Regions from separate parts of the Gossypium hirsutum genome. Here region 1 is linked to region 2. The links are chromatin contacts, called in public Hi-C maps. All regions are on one chromosome and are shown on one strand. The core of a region is the stretch at or near the end of the contact, and the rest is flanking DNA. Distances in the headings are between cores, read along the strand shown.

The links. A called contact is a pair of places that touch in the nucleus more often than the background predicts.
Region 1: a contact with region 2 is called in a Hi-C map of leaf, with 2.3 times the contacts expected there. The contact joins the promoter of LOC107955153 here to the promoter of LOC107955141 in region 2. A contact is called at or near these places in 10 of 34 Hi-C or Micro-C datasets (anther, callus, leaf and 2 more).

What each region holds. Positions count from the first base shown.
Region 1 is chrD04:12,714,677-12,719,056 of Gossypium_hirsutum_v2.1, forward strand. LOC107955153 (probable sugar phosphate/phosphate translocator At3g11320) reads left to right here and starts at 2,851. Exons shown (of 5, transcript XM_016890882.2): 1 at 2,851-3,513; 2 at 3,612-3,907. The coding sequence starts at 3,647. It overlaps LOC107955154 (60S ribosomal protein L35a-1), which reads left to right and starts at 777. Exons shown (of 5, transcript XM_016890883.2): 1 at 777-1,018; 2 at 1,152-1,187; 3 at 1,662-1,890; 4 at 1,975-2,017; 5 at 2,544-2,692. The coding sequence starts at 987. The coding sequence ends at 2,016.
Region 2 is chrD04:12,087,838-12,091,889 of Gossypium_hirsutum_v2.1, forward strand. LOC107955141 reads left to right here and starts at 1,568. Exons shown (of 3, transcript XM_016890868.2): 1 at 1,568-1,918; 2 at 2,294-2,631; 3 at 2,709-3,132. The coding sequence starts at 1,646. The coding sequence ends at 2,868.

The sequences.
Region 1 (4,380 bases), core at 1,601-4,100, 630 kb after region 2:
TTGTTAAGGGTGAACTGCCATAAGTCACGACTAGCGAAGTCTTCGAGTAAAGTGAGCTTGTGGACTAGGTCATTGAGAGATTCAAATTGGTTTGTTAAAGTGATGATGGGCGATGATGGTTTGTAATTGTGGGATGAGAATATGCAAAACAAGTTTTATTTTGGTTTCACCTTTAACCTTTTTTTTTCATAAACATAAAAAAATTTTAACAAATGGACAATATAGAAAAACTATGTTAAAAGAGATAGAGAAAGGAGGAAGCAGAAGAGAATGAAAAATAAAGAAAGAAAAAAAGATAAGTTAAAAGAATAGAAAAGAAAAAAATTTAAATTGCTCAAAACGAAAAAATATGGGGACCAATTGTATAATTTAACTTAAAATTTTTGTTTGAAATGATGATTTAACATGCCATGTTAGCTTACCATTATACTGTTAACAGCTTAGTGACTAAAATTTTACAACACGTTAACATAAGTGACTAAAACGTAACATTTTAAACAAAGTGATTAAAATGTAAGCTAAGGTAAACAAAAGTGACTATTTTAACAGTTTACCCTAATTTTAAAAACACATAATTGATTCTATCTATTTTCATAATTTTAAAAATTAAATTTTCAACTCATTTAATGATTGAATAGTGTTTGAGTTACTTCGTTAACTTAATATAAAGTATTGTATTTAAATACACGTGAAGTGCCATAGTTATTGATTTTATAATGTAACCAAAATCTATTCCACGATAAATAGTTAGGAATCTAAACATGTAAAAACGAGGGCTTGGCCCATGAACAGATACCTTCGATTTTGAGTCCTTTGAGTTTTTTTTTTAAAAGAACACTGGCCCAACTTCATTTCATAATTTCCTTCATATCTAAAAACTTACAGCCGCTCTATATAAATTTCCCCCAAATCGGAAATCTTATTAGGGTTTTAGAGCTTTTTCAGGATTCGAAAGGAATAAGCTTCAGCGTCCGAATCGGGAGGAAATGGTGAAGGGACGCCAAGGAGAGCGTGTCAGGTAACCTTTGATCTCTTCACTTGTTCTTCGTTCTGAACCTACCTCCTTTTTTCTATCAATTTTCCCAGTTTGACGTACGGAATATAGCTTTTGGATTTTACTCACTCACTTTTTTTTTCTTTTTTTTTTGCAGACTCTATGTAAGAGGAACCATCTTGGGTTACAAGAGGTAGTAAGACTTTCCAAAAATTTTTTACTGTTTTATTGTTGTTGGTTTTAAGCTGGGATTTTAGTTTTAGGAATTAGAGGAAACCCGTTTTCCGGAAATTGAATATTTAGTTAAATGTAGGATTAAATTTAGCTGATTTAATTTTTTTAATGGAAAAAGAAAGTTGAAGTTTTAACTGTATTGTTTGTTTGTTATGAAATTGAGTGAAGGAAACAAAAATTTAGTTACTTTTTGTTTTTTTGCTGAAGTAGGTTTTTTATTGACTATAGGTGCTGGGTAGTGCTTCATTTTCAAACTAAAATCAGTGTTTGGGTGATAAAGGGTGATTGAATTTCTAGGTTTTAGAATGAGGGTTTGGAGTTGTGTTTTTTTAGATGTTCTGAGTTGAAGAACTAGAAATTGATTTTGGGGGCTGTTATATTTTATGTTTGGGATTGAAGCTTATTATTTGTTTGATGGTGGTGGTGTGGTTAGGTCAAAGTCGAACCAGTACCCAAATACTTCTTTGATCCAGATTGAGGGAGTTAACACCAAGGAGGAAGTAGCTTGGTATGCAGGAAAGCGCATGGCTTATATATACAAAGCTAAGGTGAAGAAGAATGGCTCACACTATCGCTGCATTTGGGGAAAGGTCACTAGACCTCATGGTAACAGTGGTGTTGTCCGTGCTAAGTTCAAGTCTAACCTTCCCCCAAAATCTATGGTGAGCGTGTTACATTGTCATTATCTAATGGGTTTCTCAACATTGTGTTTTAGATCTTACTTTATCTTTTTGTTTCCATTGCAGGGAGATCGAGTCAGAGTCTTCATGTACCCTAGCAATATCTAAGGTAATCTTGGCTTCATAGTTTATGTTCTATCTTATTTGTTTTGTGGTTTTACGAGTTTGCCACTGTCTTTGGTTGAACCGGGATTTGTTTGTTTGTATATGAGGAATCTTCTTCAGTTTAATGATTGCAACTTTCTGTTTGAAGCTTAGCTGCTTGACGGACAAGCTAATTTTTGTACATTAATTGCCTTCTGTATTCATTGTTATGTCCTTTTTGTGTGTCTATTACAATTTTTGCTGTGAATTTGTGTTGAAGTTTAGCCATGTGAACAACTGCAACTTTTATAATGACTACATCTGTAATTATTCAAACCTTTGATCATTGCTATGGTTGACACAATCTGTCATCTTTTAGCCTAATTCTTATCTAGATCCTTGCACCTGGCCTTAAAACATTTGTTCAAATTGTTTATATAGTGATATTAATCTCGTTTTAAAGTGATATAAATCGTCCTTGTGACATACTATTGTAGCTACTAATGCTTGTTTACTATCTCCTAATTTTGCATTTTCTTCCTTGTTTGCAGCTGTCTCGATGCCGAACGGCTTGTGATTGACTACTTGAGTGACTCTGCCTTTTCACTTTGTTTTGATAAACTTATTCAACATGTTTTGTGTTTATTTTTGGTTTGTTTAGGATGGTGTATGAAATAAGACAATCAGCATTTTGTTTACACATATTTTCTTCTCTCAAGGATTTTTACTTAAATTTGAAGATTTTGGATAATCATTCATTTTTTGGGAATCTATTGTCATCTTTGGTCTTCTGCTAGGTTTTTAGCTAGGGGCTAATCGAGCTTGACTCAGATGGGAATCTTTATAAAACTACTTTGATTTTCTTTATTTATTAAAATGATCATTTTTTGCTTAACTTTTCACTCTTAATTAAAAGAACGAAATAATTCATTTCTCTTTAATTTTGTATCTAAAATTGAGCTAACATATTTCTAATAAACCCAAACGAATAAACTAATGAGTCTCAATTAATTAATTAGTAAACCCACCTTGTCCTCTTCCATAAGGTCCTAGATAAATAACATTAGGAAAAATTCAAAAAGAAAAACAGAAACACACAAGCTTTTAAATCCCATTTCTTCCTCTCTCTTTATTCCTTCTCTTCAGAAAAATCTGTAGAGAGACAGCCACGTTCTTTCCATTTGGTGTTCCTCAAAACACGAAAAGCTTTCTTTAAAAAAAAAAGAAAAAAAATTCTCTTTTAAGGTCACGTTTCTAGATTTTCTTCCATTTTGGAAATGGGAATCCTTGATTTTCTAAAGAGAAACTTCAATTAAATCCATAGAAGCTAATTCAATCCCATCATTCCAAAAAAAAAAAATCCCACTGTTTCCAAGAAAAAGACCCATTGTTTCCCAGATTTCAAGTTAATACCGTTTTCTTTCTCCTTTTTTTAATCCCAGATACCCAGATCTTCAAAACACCAAAGAAGACCATGAAAACCAACTCCAAATTGTTCACAATCGGGCTAGTAACAGCCTGGTACTCCTCCAACATTGGTGTATTGTTGTTAAACAAATATTTACTAAGCAATTATGGTTTCAAATACCCCATCTTCTTAACCATGTGTCACATGACAGCTTGTTCATTGTTAAGCTACATCGCAATTGCATGGATGAAGATGGTCCCCATGCAGACCATTCGATCTAGGGTCCAATTCTTCAAGATTTCGGCGTTGAGTTTGGTATTTTGTGTGTCGGTGGTGTTTGGGAATATTTCTTTGAGGTTCCTTCCGGTTAGCTTTAATCAGGCTGTTGGTGCTACGACGCCATTTTTTACGGCGGTATTTGCTTACTTGATGACATTGAAGAGGGAGGCATGGCTTACTTATCTTACCCTTGTTCCTGTTGTTGCTGGGGTTATCATTGCCAGTGGGGTATGTATTTTGCTTGTTTTTCTTGGAATATGAAATTGTTTACCCTTTTTTTTTCTTTTACTGGAAATGGGTTTGGCTTTACTTTGTTGGTTTTTTATAATACAAGTGATGATAGAGTAGTTAATAAAAATGGTAGCTTATTTTAGGGATCTGTTGAGAATCTTTTTGGAATGTGGAAACTGGTTTCTTTTATTTTTGTTCAAATTAGTGTTGATTTGCTCCTTTTTTTTATGTTGGATAATGGTTCAAATTATTGTCTTGTTGTAAATAAATGTGTTCTTGAGTCTCATTTCAATTTTGTGACCATCATGTAGCCTAAAGAATCCATTAATTGTTGTAGATTGCAGTACTTTGAACTTAGAATTATGAATTGAAGGATTTGCTTCTAGCTCTATTCAGTTGCTGAAAAATGGAATTGAAATGCCTTGTTTCTTATCTTAATTTGGAGGGTTTTTAAATAATAATGATCATAA
Region 2 (4,052 bases), core at 318-2,817:
AAAATTTAACAAATTTAACCCTCAACGCTTACAAAATTTATCATTTAGTTCTAATTCTAAAAAAATTATTACATTTACAAAAAAATTCGATTTAATTCTAAAAGACTCTTACAAGAAATCAGTGATGATTTGTTCCAATTTGGCTTCTTCAGTGTGAGATGATGGCACATACTTATAAACAAGCCAAAAGTGGAACAATCAAGCCCTTCAAGGGAAATTGAAACACTTGTGCAGATAATTTCACAGGCATAAGGAAATCGGAGAAAAAAAACCCAATAAGAAATAAGTCAAAAAGAACTAAATTAACCAACGAAACTATCAATTGAAGTAGCGAAAAACAATATCTAAAAGAAGCAACTATCTAAATTACAGGGGAAACCCATTAAAACACACACACACACACACAGAGTTCAGACTCTTGCTTCTCCAAAATTAACTAGGCCTGGTTAAGGAACACGTTTGGGCGCATAGGTCTTTTCCATCTTTTTTTTTTCTTATTTTTACCTTTGGGGTTTTCTTCTCTTCATTCTTGTGCAAAAATTGAATAACTTTCAAAGCAAAGCACAAAATTGCAGAGATAGAAAAGAAAAATAAAACAATTAAAAAGAAAGGAGAGAAGCTGAGAGGGAAGCAATTCACCGATTTGCTAGTAGAGAGAATACAGGATCATTGTTGTGAAAATTACTGAAGTTTGTGAAATTTTGTAAATATTGAGGGCTAAATGGCTAGATTTAGGATCAAATTGATAAAATGTATAAATATTGGAGAGTTAAATTTATTATTAGACCAATAAAAAACCACCCATGTCAGCTTTCTATTAAGTATTTAACAGGGTGACTAAAATTTTAAAATTTAAAAAATTGATGATAAAATTGAAAGTTTTTTAAATTGGGTGATCAAAATGGAACATACCTAAAAGTTGGATAATCACCTAGCTAATTTATCCAAAGAGAAATTACACAAAAGAATTGAGGTTTCATTGATTTTCTTTTTTAAAAATGTATGGTTTTCTTAATAAGATTTGCTGTTTCGGTTAACATAAATTCAACCTTTTTATGCAACCTTTCATTTTTATATTTAGATTTTGACACATAGATAATAACATGAATAATAAATAAATTTAAATATTAAAAATTGTAAATATAAAATTAAGGTTGGTTGAAATTGGATCAAATTTATCGAAATTAGTGAAATTTGAAATTTTTAATAATTTGTTTGATTAAAATCGTAATGGACACGTGCTTTCTTACACATAAAAATTATATTCCAACTTTTCTCTAAAGAATATCTAACAATAGTTTCCATGGAATGAATAATCAATACAGATGCTAAAAACAACAATGCTTTCGAATAAGCATAAGTAATCAAATGAAATAAAGCCGCTTGTTAAGACCCCATGCCTAGAGTTAACATCATATAATCCAGTTGGGACATTGTAGAATAGGCTAAACCCGAGTGGATAAAGTTAGATTTAGAGAATTTATGGGTAACTGCCCAATCCCAGACCAAATTAGGCCCAACAGGGGAAGCTTTTGAATATAGCCCATCAGTACCTCAACATCAATGCTGCCTTTAAAATAACCTAAAACCCTCTTCACGTACTACAATCTAGCTGTTCCCAAAACCCTAGCAACCTTTCTACCCCATGGCTTTCACTTCCATTCTCCGGAAAACAGCTAACTCCTTAGCACCACTCGCTATTCGACTCACCCGAGTCCAGAGAAATTACCACTCTTGCATCTTCACGGCCTTGAACCATGGATTCCAGCCTCAGCAACCTACTGTGAACCGTTTTTACCCAAACACCCTACATTTCTCAACGGCTGTTGATTCTCAAAAATCCGCTTCTGATGAGTCTCTTCTCCGAGTTATTGAGTCTGAGATTCAGTGTGCCGAGGAGAGTGATGAATATGATCAGGTGAGTAATTAATTAGTTTTTCTTTTCCCCATTTTCTTTGTCATTTAGGGTTTGTACGAAAAGTAAGTGGAAAAATAGAAGTTGGATTTTGGGTGTTTTACAATCAAAATCGTGTCAACTGAAGACTTGTAGGGATTGAATTCAAGAGCTGTCTTGGAACATGGTAACACTCATTGTAGCACTTATATCCGACCCGAGAAACATAATTAGAAGCTGCTTTTAGTCGTTTACAATATGGTTATTGAGAGAATTTGTGGGGAAAAAAAACAGAACAATCGCTTAATAGCTAGTATTGATGTTAAGTTTTCAAGCTGAAAACAATGCTTTATTTTGAATTGTCTTTTAATCATTTAAAAAAAATTTGTTTCTTCACAGGCTGAAGGAACTCCAAGTGAATTCCCTTTCAAAATCGAAGACACTCCTGGGCTTCAAACCATAACATTAACACGAGAGTATGATGGTGAACTCGTCAAAGTTAATGTTCACATGCCTGATCTTGTCACTGGTGAAGGCGAAGCGGATGATGACAATGATGATGACACTGAAAAGCCTAGTAAATCAAATGTCCCATTGGTTGTTAATGTCTCAAAAAAAGATGGTCCGAGTTTAGAGTTCAACTGTACCGCTTACCCTGATGAGATTACCATAGATAGTTTGTCCGTTCGAAATCCCAACTCGGAGGATGAACTCGCCTATGAAGGCCCAGATTTCTAGTAAGCCTGTTCGATACATTGTGAAATTGGAATATTGATTTGCATGGAATGCGATTACTAATGTTCTTGTTTTGCAGTGATTTGGATGAGAACCTGCAGAAGGCTTTTCACAAGTATTTGGAGATCCGAGGAATCAAACCGAGCACCACAAATTACTTGCACGAGTACATGATTAATAAGGATGGCCGGGAGTATATTCTGTGGTTGAAGAACCTCAAGAAGTTCATTGAAGAATGAATAGTTTATGAAAAATGGTAAGGTCAAACTAGCACCGTTCCAAGTTGTTGTATGAACTAAGATACGAGTAGTTTTACCTATTTTTAAAGAGATTAGGTCGTCTTTTTGGGTTAGAATTCGGTCCATTTCCGGTACACATTCTTCATTATCATTCACATGGTGAAGAATCCATCCATTAAATTATATTTGTGAGTGAATAGTGAAAATATGTATTGGAGGGTTGGGAGGGGAGATCTAAAAAAATAAACTATAGACTTGTTTTTATTTGATTTTTAGCCATCTCAAAGTCATTGGTATCATTTATGTGATTTAAACATACTCACCCCATCAGGAAAAAGATTTTATCAACAAAAGTAGAGTTCAGAGAACTATGTTTTCTTTTGTTCAAAGTAGAGATTATATCAAAACCTCTCTTTTTTTCCTGTTCTTTTTCTTTTCAGTTTCACAACTTTCTTAGTAACCAAAAACTCCTCCATTAAAATCATCATAAAACCCATTAAAAATCTAATTTTTAAAAAAATAAGCTTTGAAACCAAATTAACCCATTTCAATCTTACTCATCAAAATTGAACCAATGCTTGAAGAGGGAAGGAACAGAAAAAACTGAACCTTGACGACGAGACGCTTGAGGTCTGGTCCTTTCCAAAAGCTTTACGATATTACACATCCGCCATTTCCCTCTAACTTAGAGCTGGTAGCTCAAACAAAAAGTTGTAACATTTTTGTTAGAAATTTGAGTATTAATTTAAAGTTTAAAAATGTTGGATAAATTTTTAAAATTTTGATGTGTTTTCGAAGCTGAAGGTAAAGTTCCGTGTCGCAGTAGCTGTTCAACGACTCGTTTCTTCACTTTCTGTATTACCAGCATTAAGATATTTGGTAGGACATAAAGCTTAATTCTTTGTAATAATAATAAAAAAAAGAGTTAATATTTAGTAACCGAATTTAAAACTTTTCATGTGTCAAATATATGGCCATAGTGAAATAGGTTAATATTTAGTAACCGAATTTAAAACACCTTTGCTAGAGGTGTTTATCCGGTAAAAAAGTTCAATTAAGCTTGTTTCTAGTAAAAAACCTAGTTCAATTACTTGATTTTAATTTTAATATTTATACTCGATCTTAAGTTCAAATTCTGATTATCGCAATATGAAATTAAAATCAAAAGATGAAAGCTGAATAAG